Linked DNA regions of Anas platyrhynchos: region 1 is linked to region 2. A link is a contact called in public Hi-C data. All regions are on one chromosome and are shown on one strand. The core of a region is the stretch at or near the end of the contact, and the rest is flanking DNA. Distances in the headings are between cores, read along the strand shown. Region 1 overlaps GRAMD4 (GRAM domain containing 4). Region 2 has its middle 16 kb from the start of CELSR1.

Region 1 (5,468 bases), core at 500-2,999, 76 kb before region 2:
TAAAAACAAGAATAACAGGCCCTCTAGTCACAAGAGAAGGAAAAAAAGGCGGGGAAAGGAGAAATGAAAGATTCATCAAATAAAATTGTACGTATGTGGTATTGTAAAAGCATCAAGTAGGTTGTGAACCTGTAGTACTCAACCAATAAGGAAAAAGGTGAGGAATTGGGCGTCAGGTAATAGGGAATATAAGGTTATGATATACTTTTGCTGTGTGCTCCTGCTTGCAGGACAGCTGCCATTGCAACTGCAAATAAATTAGCTTCACAGAAGACCCCGTCTGAGAAAATTATTGAGAGATTTCTCACAGTACTCTTAATCAAGAGGTGTGGGAAGAAAACTCAAGTGCTCTGAAAGATTGAGAACCTGCCTGTTACCTTAGTTTTTTTCAGATATTATTCTATTTATAATGAGCAGCTGCTTGAGAAATTAAAATGAAATTAGTAATTCACTTAAGCTTATTCCCTCTACAGAATGTCCTTTCTTTTAGGAAAGAGAAGTACTACCATTAATGGCATAAAAGAGATTTTGCAGTTGAGAATGAAACAGGACATCTTTCCTATATATTACAGCTGTGTTCTGATTAGTTGAGGATCAGCTAGGTGTGCAAGAATAATAAAGTCAGACAACAACAGTTCATTACATTCCTGAAGGGCTTGTAGTATAAAATAGTTTCCTTGCTCAGACATACAAAATCATCAACAAAGAGTAAAAGCAGAATCATATACAGAGGTAAGAAACTGCTCAAATGCTCCTTCATACTTGGCTTCTTCAGAAGTCTCCTTCAGGACCCAGCAAGTTCTTCCGCAACGTTTGATTTTCTGGAACAGCTTCAAAAGAAAGAGGTGAAAAAAAAAGATCTGACTGCATCAAACTGCTCGTACAGATTTGACCAAGATTACCTGTTCCATTGGCTTGTGTCTGTGGCTTTGCAGCTTGCTGTGTTGCAGGCACCTCTTCAGCTCTACAAAGAAAACAGAAACAATGTGAAATGCTACAAGTTCAGAATTTTAAGAGAAAACCAAGTGTATGCCCTATTTCAGGATTCAAAATGTTCACTGTACACTGCACTTAGGATCCAGAGAAAGACCATTGTGTAAGGCAAAGTGCGTTTTAGCCATTTTGTGTCACCAACAGCTCAGCCTGATCTTCCAGCTACTGAATATTTTAGTATCAATTTTCTTGCGTTACTTCTGGTTTTGCATCATAGATTCATTGCAATGCCTGCCAGGAAAACTCTTCAGAGCCCTGACTTTTCCCACAGTAATAAATGAAAAGGGATTCCATATTGCAAGTTGATAACCACAGAGCTAAAATAAAATCAGCTTAATTCATGAACCCTGAATTCTGCCACCGTTATTGCAATCAACTCCACTCATCTTCACAGTGAGAAGAGCAGATGTCAAGAATTATGTTCAAATGTTATGTCGTAAGCTCTTGAAGTGCAAAGATACCAACCCAAGATGAAAATATCTTTTTTAAAATGCAGAATTTAAATAACGGTGTGAAAATCAGAGACAACAATGTGATAAAAATACATGGCAAGAACCAGGCACCACTGGTCACATCTTTCAAACAGGTTAAGAACAATACTCACATTTATTACAAGTAAGCAGATCATGGAAAATACGAATGCCTTGGCCATTCTGCACATGTGCAAGGCTTCAAATTACATTTGCAGTATCCATAGCCTCCAACTGCTAAAGTGGCTTGATAACACTTCAGGCATCAGTCCAAAAGCCTTGAGCCATCCATGAAGATATGCTACAGCAAGATTTCTCTAATGAAGCAGCAGCTTTGACAACACCAGCTGCAGCAAGCTTTACTTGACGCAGTTGTATGATGGAAAAGTTTACTACTTGAACTTAAAAACATGCTCGTTGCATAATTTCAATATCACTTATATAGCAGACCATGTAGGTGCTTTCAAATATTCCCTTCATCTTTCAGTCCTCAGGAAGGGAACCAAGTGGGACGCAGGTCAGCAAATGGAGAGCAGGAGGAGGGATCCCACTGCACTGGGCAGATTACAGAATATGTAAATGGATTTATAGGCATCTCTCTGTCCCTCCACGAAGTACAGGAGGAAAAGATCTCACAGTATTCTCTGTGTATGGAAAAGGCCACTCTGAATTCATGCACTCTGAACGAGTAAGATGGAAAAACCACAGGACTAATTGCCTCCCTTCTTCCCTTAGCACTCCCCATATTTAATGAACTTTCCACATTCCTGTTTATTTCTAAAAGGAGCATTTAGAAATAATTTATTGATTTATAGCTATAATTGGACAACTATCAGGGTGAGTAGCCAACTTCAATGGCTTCTGCTTTTCACCTGTTTTCAACTCCTCTGCAAGATTTTTCCACGTTGCTCCTGTATTTGCAGCAACTCTTGAATCTTGTCAAAAGCCACCTGAATTCTATTAGTTAATTTTTTTCTAACTAAACTTTCATTTGGGCTTCTCTGCCGCCAACTTTGCACAGACTGCTATACAGCAGTGGCTTGTCTTCCTGGATCACACTCCTTCCAGCACATCAAACGGTTACACCATACAGGTGGGACATTTTTAGTCACAATCTGTCACTGCCACCGTCTCTCATTAAAGACACGTTTTGGCAGCGAGGATGTAGTCATTCACAGGCAGGAGGCAGTTACTCGACCTGCTCCCGTTGTGCAAGCACGCTGAGGGGATGTCACACCTGAACGGCTCTGATGACAGAGCCAAGATGGGATCCCACAGCCACCACCCGTCAGAGCCTCCAGGCTGGGCCTTCCTTTCACACGCTGGGGTGTATTTTCAGAAGCAGCTCAGCGTCATTACTCCCTACGTTTCTTGGAAAAAAATCAAGAAAAATCTCAGCCAAAAGCAGTCATGAATACCAGCCTGACTGGGCTCCCTCAGTGGCACGTGAAGGTTTGGCCTTGGCCACTCATGGTGTTGGTTTTTGTTTGTTTGGTTGTTTTTTTGGCAATGTCTTACCCACCATCTGCCTGTTACTCTTTCCCCACGAAGAATCTGACCTTTACGAATCATCAGGTTAATGATAGCTCATTACTGCACCTGTGAATCAGGTTATAATTAGCCACCTCAGACAGATCTGGGCCAGGAAGCTCCAAATTCATTCTTTAGGCTTGCACAATCCTAAAACCAGGTCAAATCAGCCACTACTGGAAGACCTTTGACAGAGGGTAGGAATTATCATTCCTATAGTTTCTGAACCACTCTTCATGCCAGAGATCAGTTAGGAGGCTAGAAAACACAAGCCATCCCCAGAATTACAGGATCACAGAACTGTAGGGTTGGATGGGACCTCCAGAGATCATCAGGTCCAGCCCCCCCTGCCAAAGCAGGTTCTCTACAGCAGGCTGCCCAGGTAGGCATCCAGATGGGCCTTGAATATCTCCAGAGAAGGAGACTCCACAACCCCCTGGGCAGCCTGTCCCAGTGCTCCATCACCCTCACCATGAAGAAGTTCTTTTCGCATGTTGGTGTGGAACTTCCTGGGCTCCATTTTGTGGCCATTGCCCCTTGTCCTGTCCCCACAAACCACTGAAAAGAGGTTGGCCAAATCCCTCTGTCTCCCACACTTAAGGTGTTTATAAACATTGATGAGATCCCTTCTCAGTCTTCTCAAGGCTGAACAGACCCAGGTCTCTCAGCCTTTCCTCATAGGGGAGATGCTTCAGGCCCCGTATCATCTTTGTGGCCCTCCGCTGGACTCTTTCCAGGAGATCCCTGTCTCTTTTGTACCAGGGAGCCCAGAACTGGACACAGTACTCCAGGTGAGGCCTGACCAGGGCAGAGCAGAGGGGGAGGATCACCTTCCTTGACCTGCTGGCCACACTCCTTTTAATGCACGCCAGGATCCCTTCTTGGCCACCAGGGCACACTGCTGGCTCAAAATGTTAGAGCTATTCATGACTGATACAAGTATAACGTTCAAAAATGACAAGTACACATCAATGAGGCTCACAACTCAATGCTGCCCCACAGAAACATCCAGAACGATGCCCAAGTGTTATTTTTGTAGGTGCAAATATGACCCAAAAGTTAAGACAGCCTTGACACTGAACTGCTGGCCGTTTATCTTCACTAAATATTTTGGGTTAGTGCATCTTTAGCCTTGACTACAGCTGTGAGCTGAACAGTATGTGAACCAAAAGAATCTCTCCAACAGTTACATGAAGACCTTGCCCATTGCACAACAGCTATCGAGCTGTTCTCAGCCATGTTCAGAGCAATTTTCCTACAGACCAGCTCCAAGTACTGAGCTCCCAAGCAACCCATCATCATTCTTCAGACAGCTTTTGTGGAAGCCAGTCAAGTCTGTTTTATCTGTGTAACTGTTACTGCTCAGAGTAACACGGACGCATACACATTTGCAAGACGAGCACGCTCTCAGAAATGTAAAAATAAAACATGAAGGAGGTATTTTCACAACCTAGTTTAAACACAACTCGCTCAGGTACACATGGCTCCTTAACCTGAGGAGTTGTCACAAAACTGAGTTAAAGTATTTTTACATTTTTCATCTCCTTCCCATTAAAATAAACCAAACATATCAGAAGCTTTTGTCGTCCTCACAGATATTCCCACACTTTACATGGCTATTGTCCTGCATTTGGAGTGTCAGAAACAAAAGACAGGCTTTCAGAAGAAATGTCATCAGCCCAAAGCTGTACAAGATCTAAATGTTTGTGGCCAGAGGTAAAAAAAAAAAAAAAAAAAAAAAAAAAAAAAAAAGCACTCTTGACAGGAGGTACTTCACAAGCAGATTTGGTGACAGGCTGCTAAGTTAAAAATAAAGACACACACAGTTCAGCCAACTGGGTTTGTCAGCATTCAAGTATGTTAGCAATCCCAGGGCGGCACGGCAGCCAAACTTTTGACCCAGGACTCAGCTTCTTTCTACCTGTGTGGAGTCCCAGGCTGACAGGTATCCTTCCAGCAGGGAGCGTCTCCAGGCTCCAGAGGAATCTCCATTGCCATCTGAAGCATCTTCTCAAGTGACAAAGTCAGCTATACCCAAAGCATTGCGTGTGTGGAAGATGATGCCTTTTAGCAAAAGGCCAGGAAGAGGCAACAAAAATAAGTGGTACAGAAGAAAGAGCGGCTTGTGCAGGAGCACTGTCTATTCTTCCTTAAAAATAGCTCGCAATGATACTACTAAAAGGTTTGTACCAGCCACAGCATGTTGGTAGGTGTTATTACAATACTTTTTTTTTTTTATTATTATTTTTTTTTCAAACTGCGTGATGGAGCTGGCTCACAATTTGTAAAATAAAGCAGCAGCAGCCTACAATTTACACTAAACAAGCATTACTCACACAGACTATTCCAAATTATTTATGCATTGTTCCACTAACAAAATGTCATCAGCTTCAGCTGTTGTACCAAATGCTGGGCTGTCCCAAAGCGTCTATGGAAAACTTTAACTGAGGGCACGTTTTTGAATGCTCAGACGTA
Region 2 (5,416 bases), core at 1,153-3,652:
ATTCAAATTCAGGCTCCCCCATCCCCTTTTGCAGCCCCGGGGCTAACAAAAGCGGTCGCCGTGGGGCCCATCAGCAGCCCCCTGTTAGCAGGGGACAGCCCGAGCTCTTCTTAGCCTGGCCGATTCACACAAAGAAGCCTTTATGGCTCAGCAGTGGGCAGCTTGCCCCTCTCCTCATCACGCCTCTGCTCAGGCTTTCAATGCAAGGGGACAAAAACCTTTACAGCCCCCCGAATCCACCGCTCCTCACACGCCTGCCATTCCTGGTGTTTAATAACCCTTATGTGCAGACACTAGGCCTCACAGGACACCGTCAGCACCAATTTCTCATTCAGAGCCAGCAGAAGCGAATCACCACTTGGGTTACTCCACATTTTTGTGTGGGATGATGGATAACAGCAGCAGGGAAAGTTCCCCACAAGCAGCTGCACCCTGTGAAGAAGGAACACAGGGTCCCCCATGCCACGGGGTATCACAGCAACCGAGGGCTCGGCTGTATTTTAAAGGGATTAGGAGTGTGTATGGCAAGGAGAATTTTAATGACAAAAGGCTAAATACATGCAAGTTTGTAAGCAAGGGGAGCTCTCTGCTTTATGGCAGAGTTAACTAGTTGCAAGGGAGCAGCAGGAGGAGATCCTATCCCACCCCATCAGCCACAGAGTGGTTTGCAGCATCCTCAGGATCCCCTGCAGCTTCCCCACACCTGGCCGGGATCCTACACCAGGTAGAGGCTGAACAGAAATTCATGCCATACCTGCCCCCATCACACAAATGAATAATTAGTTTGGACTGTTCAGAAAGCAATACTCAATTTTGTTAATTTAATTTTATTTTATTTTGCAATTTACCTTTTGGATCACATTTGTCACATTTTCCTCAGGATCCCAGGACCCATTCTGGCTGTGGCCAACTTTGACACCCAGCCACACGCCTGCCAAGGCCTGAGGGGGCAACACTGGGGTCATCTGGAGATGACCTGAAAAAATCTGGTCAACAAAAGTACCTACAGCTTTGCTTCCAGGCACAAGTATGCCAAAGCTTCCGTGCCTATGCAGGGCTGAACAACGCTGGACTGATATATATGCCTGTGGTGTCTCTGGCAAGTTGTTTTAGGAAAAGCAAGAGGACTGAGCCCCTGTTCTCCTAGTCCTATAGCTCAGAAAACAAAAACCCTGATTTCTTTCCTTCCTCTGTTTACAGGAGAGAGAAAGGAGGCTTGAAACAAAACCACCAGTGATTAGGAGGAGCACACGAACTGCTGACTATAGCCATCCACTTCCTGACCCCAGGTCAGGGTATCCCAAGCTCCCAAGCTACCCTTCCTGCTGATGTTGTGACACTGTTTGGAAAAAAAAATAGGGAAAATATATGAAAGAAGAAGCATTTCCAAAGTAAGAAACAGCAGATCAATACCTAAATACTGTTTCCCTTATATGCTTAATGAAAAAGGTACAAGTGACCTGGAGCAGAAGTCCATTTCCCTGTGGTTGCCTTCACCTCCAGGCTCAGCATCAGGAGGACTTCCATGTCCCTTCTAATATTTTTATACAAGGGGTCAGTCTGGGAGAGGAGGAGGACTCCTTGGAAATGAGGTGTCACTTCAATCTCACACACATCTCTAGCACAGCTAAGTGCCTGCACACCGGTGGAAATCCAAACCCCACTTCTCATTCCGGATTCAAGACAGCAGACCTGTCCTTAGCTAGGTCTGAAGATCCAAGCGCTAGTAATAGCAGCATCTGTTGTTGTTGTTATTATTAACCTTTACAGAAGGTCTTTTGCCCGTCCCTGCAGGCAGTTTAAAAGGGAATCCCTTGGTGCTACCTTAACACCGAGAACAGCGTCCATTCCACATCCCGGTTATGTGGCGTTCCTGCACTTGTCAGATGAGGACTGACCCAGGAGAGGTAGCTGCAATATCAGACAGTCCTCCCAGCCCCCTAGAGTCAGCAAGGTATGAGGTTTGCCAGGGAATTATGAAAGATTTATCAGAAGACATGTGGCTGAGCTGACATCCCTGATCACTTGTGGGATTTCATGGCACAGGACGTGTCAGGTTGTGTTTCACTGTGCAGGACCACTTTTATTCTTTACTAGCACCTTCCTAGCTCTGTGACCGAGCACTCCCAACTGAGATTTAAGATGTGGATGTGCAGTGTTATCCACGCCATACTGCGTTATACCCTGTGTTCTTTGTTAGAGGCCCAGCAGCTGTACTCAGGAAGCTCTGGTGTAAGATCCTGCTTAGCTCCTTGGGTTATAATTAAGTGGGATTTCACTAAGAATCCAACTTATTTTTAGCAAGATGGAAAAAATCATTTTTCATCTGCCTAGACTCTGATCTCTCCTTCAAGTCAGCCAGCTAAGCATCCCCCACGAGGTGATGAGTCACAAAACCAAAGATGGCAGTACCTGGTCCTCGCAGAAATGGCTGCGATCTCATCTGGGCTTTGGACCCTGAACTGAGACAGTGCCCAGGCCATGCTGACGAGCTGAGTCACTAGGGCACCCACAGAGAAAAAAGCCTTGGGCACAGCAAATACCCTCACCTGGAATCCGATCCAAAGCCCTGACCCTGAAGGACAACACACACAGAGAGCTACTTCCAGCAGCTGCTACACGAGCTGCCCTAAGCCTGCTGCTGACGGTTATTTTCATTCTTGCAGATAAAGATAAGCTGTGGGTACAGCAGGGAGCTATTCAGTATAAATCAGATCGTTGAAATGCAGCCAACTTGTGTCGGTGATGAAATAAAACCGAGAAGAATGTCACCCATCCCAATTATTTTATTTTTATTTCTGCGGTGCTAAAATAATTCAAACGAGAGCAGGTCTCTACAGCAAAGAAAACAGTTTCTGTGCCAGAGCGCTCACCCACAAGTGCAAGGACAGGCTGGCAGAAGAGCAAGGAGAAGCGCTCAGGAGGGCTCTGCGGGACACTGCTGGACACCAGGGACCCAGAAGACAAATGCCTGTCCCTGGCTCCACAGATCTGGCCTGCTTACAGACACTTTGCAATCTGTTCCTTCTTCAGCAGTCCCGGTGGTGCCCTGTCGGTGAGGTGCAGCACGAGCACGGGGCTTGTGGTGCGAGGCTGCTGTGGCACCACCATGTGCGGCCATTTGTGGGTGATGTGCACAGTCAGGATTTATGCACGATAGCTGCTCTGCTCTGCACAGAAGACAGCAGTTTTCTAAGCAAAACTGGCTCTGCAGAGTGTTGTCTATGACCTCTGTTCATATATGTTATGTTCCTATATGATCCTGCAACAGCAGCAGGATCCAGCTAGCAGGAAGCAAGTCTCCACTGCTTGGTAGACATGCACATGGCACCCCTGGTTGCAGCCTGCTTTGTCAGCATAAAACCACATCTGACAACATCTGCTTATGTCCTACCTTGTCCCCCACATCTTTCCAGCTTTTCCAGCCAAGTGCTGGGTTTCAGGTTCAAAATCTTTCCCGCAATGTGTCCCTTAACCTTCTCATTTACTTCTGCTCCCCACTGCAGGTGGCTTCAACCATTTCTTCCCTAACAATCTGTTTGCCCCCAGAAGCAGATTTAACTTCAAGCAACGAGATTTTTATCTGTCTCAAAGCCCCTCAAAGCACAGGTACTCATCCTGGCCCCGTAACAGAGGAGGCTGCAGCCCTGACACACGCTGGCAGCTGCAGAAACCCAGCTCCTCTGGAGACACTTCACTTGGCTTTACTCCACTTTGCCTGTATGGGCCATGGGGTAAGGAGGAATTTTGGTGGTGTAAGCCTGCTGACCTTCACTGGGACGAAGTAAACTACACCCCAGGTGCAGTCTCCTGGCAGCGGAGAGCCTCTGGAGAAGACAATGCCCACGGCTCTGCTCTTCATCACTTGCATACCACACAGGAGTGCCTTGCTTCCCTGCAGGAAGCCTTCTTGCAAAAAGGAAAACACAGCACTCATTTCTAAATCCCACCATGAGCAAGGCAAAGCCACCTGAGGGGGGGAAATGAAGTAGAGCATGAAATGTTTCCAGGCAGGACAGATTTTATCCAGCTGCAGGGCAGGTGCTGGTTTCACTCAGCACAGTCACCTTGAAGGTGGGAGCTCCATTTCTCCCCTTTGCAGATGTCTTAAAAACGCCTTGATGCTGACAAACCCGTGCAGAGATACAGGCAGGTGGGGGGTTATTTTAGGTCTTCATCAGGCCTCCTGACACTAAAGGGAGGACAGCCCAGGTTGCTCCAGCTTTCCTCCCCTGTCACTCTGACAGCTTCAACACCACCTGCTCTTGGAGCAAACAGAAGCTGACACAGGTGAAATCCACGCTGAATTTTGGGGCTGGACTTCACAGCCTTGTAATGTGAGAGCACGCACTTTATTTCTATGTACTGGCAAGGAAGCTGGGCACACTTAAGACATCACCGTCATTCATGTTCGTTTGCCTTTTAGAAGGTGAATGCCTCATGGCTCAGATGAAGCAGGGAAGTAATTTGGTATTTCTGGTCACTGAAGCATTTTGGGATGCTGTGGGGCTTGGGTGAGTCACTCAGAAGTCAGGCAGAGAGGAGGGAAGGGGGCTGTAGCTGCTGTCTGCTGTGAAACTCCACCAGGAGAAGGTAAAGCCATGCTTGGAGCTGCAGAATAACACCCTGTCCTTCTGCCCATCATGTTTTCATTACAAGAAAGGTCAGGAACTGCTCCATTCACATGGCTGCTGGGCCCCAGATCTTCACCCAAGCCTTGGCCTGCACCACTATCCTAGGTCTGAAGCAGTGTCCTCATCACGGGGATATGATAGGTGCAGGCTACCATTTTCACACAGTTAAATATTCAATCACAACTAAGACTACAGAAGGCTGCTCTTTGGAGACAGGCTGGGAAGGGCAAGGAGCTGAAACCCAATCTTCCCAACACACCCTACTGGCATTGCTGACTCACTGCTGGCTCTCAGAGCTCTTCTCTGGCTTTTCCCCATTTAGCAATCAGGCAAAAGTAAATAAATAAAAAGAAGTTTCGACCCTCCTTTTCAGGTTTCATGGCACTTACAGCCAAAACCTATCCCACTGTAGTTTGAAAAACAGTAAATAAATCAGGTGAGGTGAATACTTTACAGTAACTCCCCATCTCCTCCATGACCATCAAAGTTCTGCACACACTTGTGCTAAGAGCAGGCAAATTTGTCCTCCCTGGGCACCAGGGCAGCAGCTGAAAGCAAAAACCTGCTGGGGGCAGACATCCCAAACCTCCCTCAGCATCAGCAGCCGCCCGAGTGGCTTCCTCCGAGCCTCAGCAGAGCTGTGAAGGGAGGCAGGGAAATCAGTCTGCATACATCAGATTCTAGTCCTCAGATATATTTCAGGAGACCAGCAGGCATATTGCTTCACTCTTCTCCATACAGTTCTTCTAAGTTCAAACTCCTGTGACATCTGAAACAAATTT

What was found. A called contact is a pair of places that touch in the nucleus more often than the background predicts.
Region 1: a contact with region 2 is called in a Hi-C map of F1 follicle, with 2.7 times the contacts expected there. The contact joins two enhancer-like sites. A contact is called at or near these places in 4 of 8 Hi-C or Micro-C datasets (F1 follicle, liver, skeletal muscle and 1 more).

What each region holds. Positions count from the first base shown.
Region 1 is chr1:16,434,247-16,439,714 of IASCAAS_PekinDuck_T2T, reverse strand. GRAMD4 (GRAM domain containing 4) reads right to left here. Exons shown (of 21, transcript XM_027458742.3): 5 at 903-964. Among named protein-coding and RNA genes, the nearest start is that of GRAMD4, 54 kb to the right of the region's middle. Within about 2 kb of position 1,749, at least 1 of the 8 cell types and tissues checked has an H3K27ac peak or open chromatin away from gene starts, as enhancers often do. A contact at or near this core is called in F1 follicle, where this site is marked.
Region 2 is chr1:16,358,602-16,364,017 of IASCAAS_PekinDuck_T2T, reverse strand. No RefSeq gene overlaps it. Among named protein-coding and RNA genes, the nearest start is that of CELSR1, 16 kb to the right of the region's middle. Within about 2 kb of position 2,402, at least 4 of the 8 cell types and tissues checked have an H3K27ac peak or open chromatin away from gene starts, as enhancers often do. A contact at or near this core is called in F1 follicle, where this site is marked.